Regions from separate parts of the Sus scrofa genome. Here all the other regions are linked to region 1. Evidence: chromatin contacts called from public HiChIP or PLAC-seq data. All regions are on one chromosome and are shown on one strand. The core of a region is the stretch at or near the end of the contact, and the rest is flanking DNA. Distances in the headings are between cores, read along the strand shown.

Region 1 (4,487 bases), core at 519-3,018:
TTACCATCTGCTCTTGTCTAACTTGAACGCTCCAAGATGTAGGAGTCTCGACTGTTCCTGCCTCCTCTGCAGTTCTGAATTCCCAGATGACAGCCTTGGATGGAGGGGGTGGGATTTCGGGGTTCGGGTAAGGTGGTCTCAAGAGCCAAGTTCAGGTCCTCTTGCTCTTGGGCAGCTCACTTCCCTCCTCTTAGCCTCAGTTTGTTTAACTAAAAAATGGGACAATAACTTCCATCTCCAGAGTAATTTTGAAACTAAATAACAGATACCAAGGCGCTTCACACAACTCTGTAACATGAGAAGGCTCCTGATAAAATTGGCATCATCTGAGCACCTACTATGTAACAGACATTCCCCTGATCACTCTCTCCATGAAACTGCCATGTTTAGTATTCCCACTTTACACCCAGTGTAGAGATGCTCCAAGGTTACATAACTCAAAAAGATTACAGAGCCTTGGAGCTGGAAGTGGAACTCAGGTCAAACTCCATCCACCTCGGGCTCCCCACCCACCTGCCTTCAACCTGCCCCTGGAAACGTGTTCCAACAGTCCAGTTCTTCCACACCTTATCCCCAACTCTCCGACCTCACCCCGACGACGAGTGGGGCAAAATGAGCCCCTGAAGATGGTTCAAGAAGGCTTGGGTTCCTAATCCAGGGAGTCGGAGCCCTGGATTCTGTCTGCAGCTCCCTGATCCACAGTGGGCCTCGGTTTCCTCATTTGTCAAAGGGAGACCCCAGGGCTGCCCTTCACAGGCTGCAAGAATCACCAGATGTGGACATGAAAGCATCCTGGGGGACATCCTCACATCCCTCCCGCTCGCCACCTGTCACCTGGGGCCGCCCTTCCCCTCCGCTCACCCCTAGGCCTAGAGGTGAAACCGCAGGCCGCGCCCCAGCTCAGTTTCCCTGCCAGACCCGCGCTCACCTGGGGTCCGGCTGCCATCGCTGAGCGGGTGCCACGGGTCGCGGTCGGTGGCCACCAGCAGGCAGTCGGGGTCGCGCAGGTGCGCGCAGGCCTCGCTCAGCTTGGCGAAGGAGAAGTGCTCGTCGTAGCCCACCAGCACGGCGCGCACGCGCGGGGCCGCGCCCGGGTCCTCGCCGGGGTCCCCCGCCAGGCGCAGCCCCGCGGCGCGCAGCTCGGCCCGCAGCCCCTCGCCGCCCAGCACGAATACCGCGCCCTGCGTGTCCGGAGGCCCGAGCAGGCGCTGGCGCAGCAAGCGCGCGGCGCACAGTGCGGAGCTGAAGAGCTGCTCGGCGCGCAGCCCCCTGAAGCCGAGGCGCGCGAAGCGGAGGGCCAGCTCGGGCCGCGCGCGCCGGCTGTTATTGCTCACGAAGAACGCCTCCTTGCCAGCCCGCGCCAGGCGCTCCAGCAGCTCCGGGGCGCCCGGCACAGCGCGCTCGCCGTTCCACAGCACCCCGTCGCAGTCGAACAGGACCCCCTGCGCCCGGCCCAGCACGTCGCGCAGGGCCGCGCCGCGAAGCCGCTCGCAGCGCGCCATGCAGCCGGGTGGCTGCCCGCACGCCCGCGCCGCGCCGCTCTCTTTCCACGGGCACGGCGCGCTCGCCTCGCAGCCAACCAGTCCCCGCCACCTGCCAATCGGCGCGCTGGAAGAGCCAGGGGGCGGGGTCACCGAGGGCGAGTCTCGGGAGCAGAGGGACTGCGAGCTAACCCAGCCGAAGAAAAGAGCGGAATTACGGCCGCCACCGAGGCAAGAGGACTAATAAAGGCCTAGCCTGCTCTTTCGTCCCTCCCCTTGCTCCGTTGGGCGAGCAGCCGTGGAGCTTCTGCCCAACAGGAGGGTGGGAAGCTCAGAGACTGACACTCCTTTTGCCCAATAAGAAGTTAGGACTAGAAACTAGCCCGCCGCGTTTGCCCAGCCAATCAGAAGCTTAAGACAGCTGGTTGCTAGGAGGAAAATAGATGCTAAAGATGTTATCTTTGGGTCAAATCTCATTGCCCTCTGACCCGTGGACGCTCTAGTTCCGAGCGAAGTCCTGAGAAGCGGGTAGGTGTGCTGGGGAGAGTGGCACATGGTGTCCTCTCGGACGCTGGAGCCCTTGGCCTAGACCAGTGGCTTTCCACCCTGGCCGAAGAGTCCCCTGGAGAATGGAATTTTTTTTTTTTTTTTTGAGATATAATTTCCGCCCAGCAAGATGCGTAGGTCTTAACTGTGCAGTTCGATGACTTTTGACAAACGTTTTAAAAAATACCAATGTGTGGCAGGACCTCAGAATTGTTAGCTTAATTGCTTTGGATGAGGCCCAGCTTTAAAAAAAAAAAAATTAACGAAAAAATTACTCAGGGATTCTGTCGTGAGGCCAGAGAGGCACTGGGCTAGAGGCAGCCGGTCACCGGTGGACCCTGGAGAGGGGAGACAGAGCAGCAGTGGCCAGTTGCCCAGGGCGGAGATAGGACCTGGCTGCCTAGGTCCTTACTAGGGGAGGGATGTGTCACACAATTCTGAGATTGTCTGCCAACCTCTGAGAGGGCTCTGAAGACCTGTCTGACCCTCAGGAGCAAATGAAGCTTCAAAGACCTGGGAAAAGCCACATCCTGTCACTCAGGCTCTGAGGCTGACAGTTCTTGCTCCCCAGCGCCCTGGACTTTTGCTCCTGGCCTTTGCATAGCTGGTCTCCTCAGCTCAGAATATTCTTCCTTCTTTTCTTTTTTTACCTGGCCAGCTCCTGAAAGACTCCCCCCCCTCAATATCACCTTCTCCTGGAAGCCCTCTTTTTTCCTTTTTCTTTCCCCCCCGTTTTTGGCTACCTGGTGGCATATGGAATTCCTGGGCCCGGGGATCAGATTTGAGCCATAGTTGCAACTTAAGCCACCACTGCAGCAATGCCAGATCCTTAACCCGCAGTGCCGGCCCAGGGATTGAACCTGTGTCCTATTGCTCCCAAGACGCCTTTATCCTATTGCACCACAGTGGGAACTCCCAGGAAGCCTTCTTGACATCCACCTTACACACACACACACACACACACACACACACACACTTGCATATACATACATACCATTTAACCCATGCCAGTCTGGGTTAAATGGCTTGCCCCTAAGTGGGCTAACATGGGCTCCCAGTGCCACAACCCTTGACTCTAATTATATTGTTAGTTCTCCCGTGCATTTCCAGAAGTTCGCAGCATGTAGGGCTGAGCTGGGACCTAATTCAGAGTGGAGCACAGAGCAGCTTTAGGGAATGTTTGAGGACAGATCCATCCCTGATCCACCGAGAGCTTTCCTTGCCTTCTCTGGGAACAGGGAACCCCTCAGGTTGGGGTAAAGACCATCAGCAGAAGCTGTCACTTAGAGGGCACTTCCGTGTGTAAGGGCCGTGCTTTGGTCTCTGCAAGAGTGTCTCATTTAATCCTCAAAACAGCACTTCCACTACGGCCATACCACCCTGAACGCACAGGATCTCCTCTGATCTCAGAAGCTAAGTAGGGTCAGGCCTGGTTAGTACTTGGATGGGAGAACACCACTTCCATGGTGGAAGCTGTTAAACAGTTTCACAGGAGTTCCCTGGTGGCCTAGCCGTTAAGGATTTGGCATTCTTATTGGGGTTCAATCCCTGGCCTTCTTATTGGGGTTCCATCCCTTCTGCATGCCGAAGGCATGGGCCAAACAAACAAAACAAAAAAACAAACACCTCAAACCAAACCAAACTAAAACAAAAAACCCCCAAATAGACCAAAAACCCCAACAGTTTCACAGACGTGGAAAAGAAATTAAATAAATTGCTCAGGGTGTGAGGGACAGGTCCAGGCTCCGGAATCCGGCAAACCTGGGCCAAGTCCTGCCTCACTTGCAATGTGATCTTGGCAGGTCCTTTTTTTTTTTTTTTTTTTGTCTTTTTGCCTTTTCTAGGGTAGCTTCCTGCGGCATATGGAGGTTCCCAGGCTAGGGGTCTAATCGGAGCTGTGGCTGGCGGCCACAGCCACAGCAATGTGCGATCTGAGCCGTGTCTGCGACCTACACCACAGCTCATGGCAATGCCGGATCCTTAACCCACTGAGCAAGGCCAGGGATCAAACCCACAACCTCACGGTTCCTAGTTGGATTTGTTAACCACTGAGCCATGACAGGAACTCAGGCAGGTCCCTTTCTGAGCCTCAGTCTTCTCACCTGTAAGATAATGGGATTTACTTTCCTGGAAGAGGAGTAAATGGAAATCATACATAGAAAAGCCCAGTGCGTAGCAGAGTAAGCACTAAAAATGCTGACTGTTACGATTTCAGACAGGAAAAAAGATAGGAGGCAAGAAAAGAAGTAATTTTTTCTCCTTTATGAAAATGACTTTATTTCAAGAATAGAAAATAAAACTATCATTTGGGCAGCTGCTCCAGTTTTGTCCAAAATAATTTATTTGCCAGCCTCACAGAAAATACATTGGCAAGAGAAAAACGGAAGCCCTGGAGGAGCAGACAAGCCTCTCTTTCCTTCTGGCAGCATCCCTGGGACCCTGCCAGAGAGTGGGGAGCGG
Region 2 (4,487 bases), core at 602-3,101, 250 kb before region 1:
TCCTCCTCCACATCGTCAAAGTCATCGCCATCAAAACTGTACAAGAAGAAAGCAGAGCATCACTTACAAGAATCAAAGAGGGCATAGATCTGATAAGCAGGAGGTGCTCAATAAATATGCACTTACTGAGTAAATCATTTTATAATAATAATTTATTAAGTCATTTGATGTCCTCAACTTACTAAAACAAAGCTTCCTTTTCTTTTCTTTTGGTTTTGTCTTTTCTAGGGCCACACCCGCGGCACGTGGAAGTTCCCAGGCTAGGAGTTTAATCAGAGCTGTAGCCACCAGCCTACACCAGAGCCACAGCAATGCCAGAGCCAAGCCGCATCTGTGACCTACACCACAGCTCATGGCAACGCCGGATCCTTAACCCACTGAGCAAGGCCAGGGATCAAACCTGCAACCTCATGGTTCCTAGTCAGATTCGTTAACCACTGAGCCATGACAGGAACGCCAAAGCTTCCTTTTCTATTCCCTCCAGAGCCCTATTTCCATGCCCCCCTGTGGGAGAAAAATTCATGAAAGAGTCGTCCATCTTCGCCATTTCCAATTCTTCTCCTCACATTCTGTCATCATCTCACTCCCAAAGACTTTCAGCTCCTTGGCTCCACCAAAACCACTCCTTTCAAGTTCATCAATGATTTGCACGTTGCTAAATCCACTGGTCTATTCTTGTTCTCATTTAGCCTGATCTGTCAGGTGGCACACCGAATCACTCCCTCTCACTCAAAACACTCTCCACTGGAGTTCCCGCTGCGGCGCAACAGGACTGGCAGCATCTCTGGAGCACTGGGACACAGGTTCGAGCCCTGGCCCGGCACAGTGGGTTAAGGATCCAGCACTGCTGCAGCTGTGCCATAGGTCACAACTGTGGCTCGGACCTGATCCCAGGCCCAGGAACTCCAGATGCCACAAGGGCGACCAAGAAAGAAAGAAAGAAAAGGACACCTCGCGGTCTTGGTGTTCCCCCGCCTCACAGTGGCTCTTTCTCAGCTTCTCTTCCCTCCAGGCACTCCACAGTTAGGATGCTCTGACGCTCATTCATCTCCTCTTCTCTACTGACCACCCACCCCCCTGCCGCCTCCCCATGATCGCCCCCTCTCTTAGCTTTGACTAATACTCTTATGCTAAAGACGCCTCTATTTTTGTCTCTCCTCCACACATTCAGGGAATCTTTCCGGTTCTAGCTTCAAAATAAACCCAGAAATCAAAACCACTTCTCACTACCTCTACTACGATTACCTAGTACAAGTCACTCCTTTTTTTTTCCTGGATTACCGCAAGCCTCCCAGACTTTTACCACCTCAAGTCTCCCCAGACCCTCCGCTGGGTTTCTTTTACATACTTCGTGCAATTCACACGACCCCTGCAGTATCCGTCTGTGGGCCTGTCCCCTTTTCTAGAAAGGGCCCCCTACCTGAAGAGCAGGAGCTATGCCTAATTCACCTCAGTAATTCCAAATCAAGAGACAGAGCCCGACTCCGTGAAAGTTTGTGGAAAGATACCACGTTCACTGATTCTCTCCGGATCCTCAAACTGGGGCTTTTCTTGGCCCAGCCTGTGACCAGGTCTAAGCTCCTGGTCCCCCCGCCTTTCCCTTCTTCAGCTCCGCGGGCCCCTCAATACCCCCAGTCCCCTCACGCATTGCCCCTCGGTTAACGGCTCCTTAACCTCCTTTGACCAGGCTCGGCAAAGCTCACTTTGCTCCCGCACTCACTTGTCCTCGTTGTCAGACATGACGCCCGCGCCGCAGCTCCCTGGTTCTGCGCTAAGAGTCGCGCGGAGACCCGCAAACTGCGCGCCTCCGCCACGAGCTGCGCCACGCGCACTCTGCGCCTGCGCTGTGACCTAGAGGCAATTGCTTCCGGGAGGATCGGCAGGGCGATAGTGCGCACGCGCCGAGAAGCTAGAGCTTGTTACCATGGTAGCCAGAGTGTATAACCAGAGCTTGAGCAGCGGAGATCTCAAAAGCATTCCTGCAGGGCTCCGGCGCGGGTGCTCCTTCAGAGCCTAGCGGCCACTCTCAGTGGGCACCCAGCCGGAGTCTTACCTAAGAGTGAGGTTTCCGTTTGGGTCTATCACACAACGGGCAAGGTTACCCTAACGCCCCTTTCCTCCAGAGGTGGCTTCCCTGCCACAGGCGCCGGGTCTGGATGAGGTCTCTGTTCGCATGTGTGTATCTGCCAGTGGATCTGTTCCGGGTGGGAGGATTGGGCACTGTCGCGATATTGATGGGCGGCGTCACGATTCTCTTGCGGGCCCCGCCCCCGCCAGACCCAAACTTTGGGTGGTGTTGGGGATGCGGAAGCAGAGGTTGTATATGGGAGACAGGGGGTGTGTCGTCGCGTTTTTCCCTCCTCAGAGCCCTCCCATGGCTTCCCAGGAGAGGGTGGAGACTGTGACCAAAGGAACTGGCTTCTGGCGCTGCCCCAAGCCGGCCGCTTACACCCCAAGAACCTGCGAGCTGCTCAGAGGTCAGTGGTGGTCGGGCGGGGCGGGGCGGTGGTGTCAGTGCATGAAAGGACAAAAGGAGAGCGGTAGTCACTGTTAACCTCTGTAACTCAGTTCTCACCTGCATGACTTATGGCTTGCAATTGCTGTTTTCATTTTTCAGATAAGAAGCCTGGGGTTCAGGAAAGTTTGGGGGTCCTGCAACTCGAAAGTGGCCAAAAGTCAAAGAACTCACGAATTTTAGAGTAGTTAACTGCTATGCATCCCTTATATCACACTTTTTTTTTTTTGGTTATTCTTTTTTTTTGTAATTGTTATTTCCCCAATACAATTTTTTTTTTCCTACTGTACAGCATGGTGACCCAGTGACACATACTATATCACACTTTCAATTTCTCCAGAGAAGCCTTATTTCCTCCCCACCCACCACCAACACAGTGCAACCAACCGTTAGGTGCCCACACACTCCCAGTGCCTTTTCCTTCACTGGGCTTAGCGTAACCTGTAGTCAGATACCTTGTGTGTCCCTATGAATTCATGTTGAATTAACATCCATCTGCCCTTCTAGTTCATGAACTCCCATCAGGACACGGTGCCTGTTTTGGCTCGCAATTGTAACTCCAGCCCCTGGCACATGCTTAATGACTGCTTGTTCATTCACTCAACAACAACAAAAAAAGATTTTAAGCCCACTGTGAGCTTTTAGACATTGTTCCAGTTGCTGATGATACAGCAGTAAAAAAAAAAAAAAAAAAAGAAAAAGAAAAAAAAATCTTGTGGAGTTCCCTTCGTGGCTCGTGGAAACAAATCTGACTAGCATCCATAAGGACGCAGATTCCATCCCTGGCCTCACTCAGTGGGTTAAGGAGCCAGCATTGCCATGAGCTGTGGTGTAGGTCGCAGACATGGTCGGATCTGGCATTCCTGTGGCTGTGGTGTAGACCAATGGCTACAACTCCGATTCAACCTCTAGCCTGAGAACTTCCATTTGCAGCAGGTGTGGCCCTAAAAAGGCAAAACAGAAAAAAGAAAAAAGACTTGCATCCATGGAGCTAATATTTCAGTAGGAATGTTACAATGATAAATAAGTAAAATATATAGAACTTAGATGGTGATGGGTGCTATAGAAAACAATGAAGCAGGAAAGGAAGAGCGGGAGTACACAGGTACAGAATGGGGTCCAGAGGCAAAACGAGGACATTTGCTCGCAGCCCAGGAGGCCTCACTGAAGTGCTTTGTCTTGCAGCCATGATGAAGGAATCCAAACTGACTAACTTCCAACAGCGCCACATCATGGACACCATGAAAAGTAAGCGGCAGTCCACAGAGGCTTCCTGGGCCGAGGGATTTCTGGACCCTAGGACTCTTTTTGGACGGTCAGGAGGGCCTGCAGCATGTGGAAGATCCTGGGCCAGGGATCAAACCCATGCCTCACAACAACCCAAGCCGCTGCAGTGATAATGCCAGATCCTTAACCCGCTGTGCCACAGGGGAACGCCATGGGCCATATTTTTAATGCTTCTCCATATTAAGAGGTAGGGGACCTCATTTAAAAGACCAAAAAAAAAAAAAAAAAAAAGTGTTCCATAGTGGGTTAAGAATTTGGTATTGAGAGTTCCCGTCGTGGCTCAGTGGTTAACGAATCCGACTAGGAACCGTGAGGTTGCAGGTTCAATCCCTGGCCTTGCTCAGTGGGTTAAGGATCCGGTGTTGCCGTGAGCTGTGGTGTAGGTTGCAGACTCGGCTTGGATCCCGCGTTGCTGTGGCTCTGGCATGGGCTGGTGGCTACAGCTCCGATTCGACCCCTAGCCTGGAAACCTCCATATGCCACGGGAGCGGCCCAAGAAATGGCAAAAAGACAAAACAAAACAAAAAAAAGAATCTGGTGTTGTCACTGTAGTGTCTTGGGTTGCTGCTGTGGTGAAAGTTCAGTCCCTAGCTCAGAAACTTCTACAAGTCATGGGCATGCCCTCCCCCCCAAAAAAAAGACCAAAAAAAAATCGAATAGCATTTCCGACCCTTGCTCCTGGGGA
Region 3 (4,487 bases), core at 1,277-3,776, 170 kb before region 1:
TAGGCCTTGTAAGTTCTGGGGATAAACTCTACAAAATAACATGTCCCTAGCCCCAAAGAATCAAAGAAACCCCTTGGGCGCGCTCTTTACAGAGAGAATGACAAAACATTACCCCTCTTCGGGGACCGCTTTATCCAGCCAGTCCCACCCAGTAGGAGGTCATTTCGGCAGGTGGCCCATACCTGTTCTCATAGATGTCCTGGATCTCATACACCTTTTGGTCAATGACATCGCTGGACACGCGACTGGCCTGTAGTTCATACACCTTCTGGTCAATCAAGTCCGACACAGTTTTGTGGAAATACTGGATGAAGTTTTTGATCACCTCGGGAATCACCTGATAGGTCTGCTGCTCATACTGACGTTCATAAGCCAGATCCTGCTTCGGATCGCCTAGAGGTGGGATATGACATCTCAAATCCACATGTGTAACAAAAGGGCAAGGCCTCCCACCCCCTAAACTAAAGTCTATACAATTGGGTATTATTCCTTTTGTGGGGAGGGGGGGAGGCATGCAGAAGTTCCCACAGCAATCCAGTGACCAGAGCCACAGCAGTGGCATCAGATCCTTAACCCGCTGAGCCACAAGGGAACTCCCATTCCCTTTTAAACACCCAGAAATATAAATTCTCTTTATGTCACTCTCAATCGCCACTGGCCTGTTTCTTTCATTTTGTTTTGTTTTGTCTTTTTGCCGTTTCTTGGGCCGCTCCCATGGCATATGGAGGTTCCCAGGCTAGGGGTCGAATTGGAGCTATAGCCGCCAGTCTACCCAGAGCCACAGCAATGCGGGATCCGAGCTGCGTCTGCGACCTACACCACAGCTCATGGCAAAGCCGGATCGTTAACCCACTGAGCAAGGGCAGGGATCAAACCCGCAACCTCATGGTTCCTAGTCGGATTCGCTAACCACTGCGCCACAACGGGAACTCCCTGGCCTGTTTCTTCAGAACCTTTCCTGCTACCTAAAGTTACTTATTTACTTATTGTTTCCCCCACTAGAACCTCAACCCTATAGGAGCAAGAACCTTGTCTGTCTTGTACCCAGGTGTATGAGACAGGTGCCTCTAGACGAGAAAGAGTTCTCCGTGCGTGTGGGAGGTAGGGGGAAAACTGTGAAAAGAAGGAATTTAGTAGTAGGCACTTGATTTTTTTGAGCGAATGACTGCTGTTTTCTACATATATGACTTGATGCAAGTAACTAAATTTCTCTGTGCTGTTTTTTCACCTAGAAAATGGAAACATTAATTTATGTATTTATAGAACTGCTGTAAGGACTAAATGAAATACTTCACACAAAGTATCCAGGACAACACACGGCACGTACAAAGGGCTAAGTCAAACCAAGTCATCGTAACAACCCAGGAAACCTCAAAAACCTTCCAAAAAGGTTTCATCTGGACTTGGTTTGAATCACTTTTAACTTTTCACAAGATGTCTTCTTCTGGAATTTCCCTGCGGTGCAGTGGATTAAGGATCTGATGTTGTCACTGCAGTAGCTCAGGTCGATGCTGTGGTGAGGGTTCAGTTTCTGGCCCAGTAATCCCCACGTGCCACAGGGGCAGCCCCCCCCCCAAAAGGCTTTTTTCTTCAGCTAATAGTTTAAACAGCTGAGACAGTAATCCTTCCCTTCTGAGACTTTGAGATGGACCATGAAAAAGGCCTGGTTTAATAGGCTATATACCACCCTCCCTTTGAGAGTTAGTAACTTGACTCCAAACCTGGACTATCAAGACGTAGTCTTAAACAGGTGCCCGGCAAAGCTGTTCTGAGACATTCAAAAGGGTGCCAATCCCTAGAAGTACCCAGCTAGCCAGACAAACTGTAGACTCACCTGTGTGCATATCATAGTCGCCCGGGTAAGCATAGGGATCATAAGCAGTCTGTTAACGAAAGAGACAAACAAGACCGTCACCAATTCGTGAATCCAAAATGCTCCTCCTGGGTTCTAAGGATACAAAGGGGGTAAGACGCAGTCCCTGCCTTGGAGGAACTCACATCCCTATGAGAAAAGGGAGAATAAACAGACAACGACAATACCGCGTTGCAGCTGCAATGAGATACAGCAAAGCACAGAAGCTGTGGGAATCGACGAGGTTTGGCAGGACTAAGGCCAGGGCCTAAGAAATCAGAGTTCAATTACAGAAACACAGAACCCTATGACCAGCCTCCGTTCTTGGGCTTCGGAAAGAAAAGGAAAAGAAAACGAGACACGCGAGGTGGGCGGGCTGAGACCAGGCTGATGAGGAGCCGGGAGGGTAGGGTGGCAGCAGTGAGAGCAGTGCTGGCAGAGAGGCCGGCTGGGGCTGGTCGCGGCCCACGGGGGCTCCTAGAGACCCAGACACTGTCCCCCCGCGGGGCCCAACACCCAAAGAGCCCTGTCCATGTTGCGGCGCCCAGAACACGCCTAGGGGCAGCTTACCTCCGACTCATAATCATCAGCGGGATAAGACATGGCTGCGGCGCTCCGAGGCCCAGGAGGAAAGAGCGGAAAAAGCGCACCTCGCCTGCGTCTGGACGCCGGAAGTCCAGCCCATCTCGAGTTGGCTGGGAAACCAGAAGCTCTTCCGGGGCCTTCGGCAACCTGAGGCAGCCATGCTGGGAAGGGCGAATGAGATTAAACACATTATTCCTCTATCTTCAAATAGAGACTCTACAAAGAAGATGACTCAATAGTACTTGAAAACATTCAGAAATAAGGACATGAAATATTTCAGCGTAATAAAGGTTGGGCAAAGTAAGAGAAGCTACAAAATGATGCCACACAAAAGATGGCTGACAGCTCCCGCGGGCGGACCTCTCGCGTGAAGGGAAATTCCGACATGGGGTGGGGGGGGGCTGAATGTGGATTTAGGTGTTAAGCGAGTTGCCTGTAGCGAAAAATGTCTTCAAACGTTTCGACCTCAACAATATAAAGTTACTGGATGTAAAAGTTGAGACTTGGGCGTTGAGAGGGCGTTGAGAAAAGGCGCTTCCCAACTTTGGACATTAAGGTTGCAACAGGCAAAGGTGAAGCCAGCTGCGGTGTGAGGCCGTTGTCGTGGGACCTACCCACGCTTACAGCATGAACTCTCACGCTGTGGGTGGAGTTGGACTCCTGGGGATGACCTAGAGTTAGGGACCGGGTTGTAAAACAAAGCGATACAAGCCAATATGTGGGTCCAGAGCCTTAGGTTAGCCATTTAGAATGGCAATGCCTGGCCCCAGCTTCTCATGTCGCATTTTTGCTTTGAGTTTACTCCTTTGTCTGTAAACCGAGCGGTGATACCATCGTAGGACTAAGCTAAAAGGCTCATGGAGTCCCCGGGACTCTTCGTTGGCTCAAGGAGAGTGCTAATATAGTTACAGGGTTTTTGTGAAATTTGCAAAAGTAATATTTCTACTGCAATTCCTTAGAACCGTTTTCTATTTCAATTTCTCCTGTCACACTTAACCCCTGTGTCTAGTGGCGTTTGGGATTTCAGAGACATTCCTACTGGGAACATTTGAGTTTAGTAAGATATGCTTATGTGATACTCTTCTGGGAATAGTTACTGCCTTCAGTGTATAAGATACAGCTACCACGGGCTGTGGATCAATGGGTGTCTTCAATGAAATATGTATTTAAGGTTAATCAGGGCACTAGAAAGGTTGAAATTAACTGAAAACTTACAGTTAATATAGGAAAAAAGTTTGATACTGGTTGCCCTCAACTTTGACAACTCTCAAAATGTTCATGGCATTACTAAAAAAAGAATTGTGAAGTCAGGAGGAATTTTTCCAAATTATCAATAATAAAATTTTGTGGGAATATAAATTGGTGCAACCACTGTGGAAAACAGTATGAAGATTCCTCAGAAAGCTAAATATAGAATTACCATTTGATCCAGCAATCCACTCCTGGGCATCTATCCAGAGAAAACCATGACTTGAAAAGATACATGAACTCCAATGTTCACTGCAGCACTATATACCATAGCCAAGACATGGAAGCAGCCTAAATATCCATGGACAGAGGAGTGGATAAAGAAGACGTGGTACATATACACAATGGAATATTACTCAGCTGTTAAAAGTAAAGAAATAATGGCATTTGAAGTAACATAGATGGACCTAGAAATTGTCATGCTAAGGGAAGTTAGACAGTGAGACACCAACACCGTATGCTATCACTTACACGTAGAATCTGAAAAAAGGACACAATGGGAGATCCCATCCTGACACAGCTGTGTAGGCCAGCATCTACAGCTCGGATTAGACCCCTAGCCTGGGAATCTCCATATGCTGTGGCACAGCCCTAAAAAGGACAAAAAATAAAAAATAAAAAAAGGACACAATGAACTTCTTTGCAGAACAGATACCGACTCACAGACTTTGAAAACTTACGTTTTCCAAATGAGACAGGTTGGGGGGTGGGGGGATATGCTGAGGATTTGGGATGGAAATGCTATAAAATTGGGTTGTAATGGTCATTGTACAACTATAAATGTAATAAAATTCATTGAGCA

What was found. HiChIP or PLAC-seq counts read pairs in DNA pulled down with a chosen protein or histone mark.
Region 2: a contact with region 1 is called in an H3K27ac HiChIP or PLAC-seq map of alveolar macrophages. The contact joins the promoter of POLR2F here to the promoter of PDXP in region 1. A contact is called at or near these places in 1 of 5 promoter capture datasets (fetal liver) and 1 of 2 datasets of contacts at active chromatin or transcription factors (alveolar macrophages).
Region 3: an H3K27ac HiChIP or PLAC-seq map of alveolar macrophages shows a contact between it and region 1. The contact joins the promoter of EIF3L here to the promoter of PDXP in region 1. A contact is called at or near these places in 1 of 5 promoter capture datasets (fetal skeletal muscle) and 2 of 2 datasets of contacts at active chromatin or transcription factors (alveolar macrophages and skeletal muscle).

Annotation. Positions count from the first base shown.
Region 1 is chr5:10,167,958-10,172,444 of Sscrofa11.1, forward strand. It overlaps PDXP (pyridoxal phosphate phosphatase), which reads right to left and starts at 1,769. Exons shown (of 2, transcript XM_021091503.1): 1 at 929-1,769. The coding sequence starts at 1,502. SH3BP1 (SH3 domain-binding protein 1) reads right to left here. Exons shown (of 19, transcript XM_021091504.1): 19 at 4,346-4,487.
Region 2 is chr5:9,915,870-9,920,356 of Sscrofa11.1, forward strand. It overlaps POLR2F (DNA-directed RNA polymerases I, II, and III subunit RPABC2), which reads right to left and starts at 1,852. Exons shown (of 5, transcript XM_003481541.3): 1 at 1,721-1,852; 2 at 1-36. The coding sequence starts at 1,740. C5H22orf23 (UPF0193 protein EVG1) reads left to right here and starts at 1,917. Exons shown (of 7, transcript XM_003481544.4): 1 at 1,917-2,175; 2 at 2,366-2,477; 3 at 3,701-3,763. The coding sequence starts at 2,375.
Region 3 is chr5:9,993,539-9,998,025 of Sscrofa11.1, forward strand. It overlaps EIF3L (eukaryotic translation initiation factor 3 subunit L), which reads right to left and starts at 2,527. Exons shown (of 13, transcript NM_001244086.1): 1 at 2,423-2,527; 2 at 1,835-1,883; 3 at 183-393. The coding sequence starts at 2,455.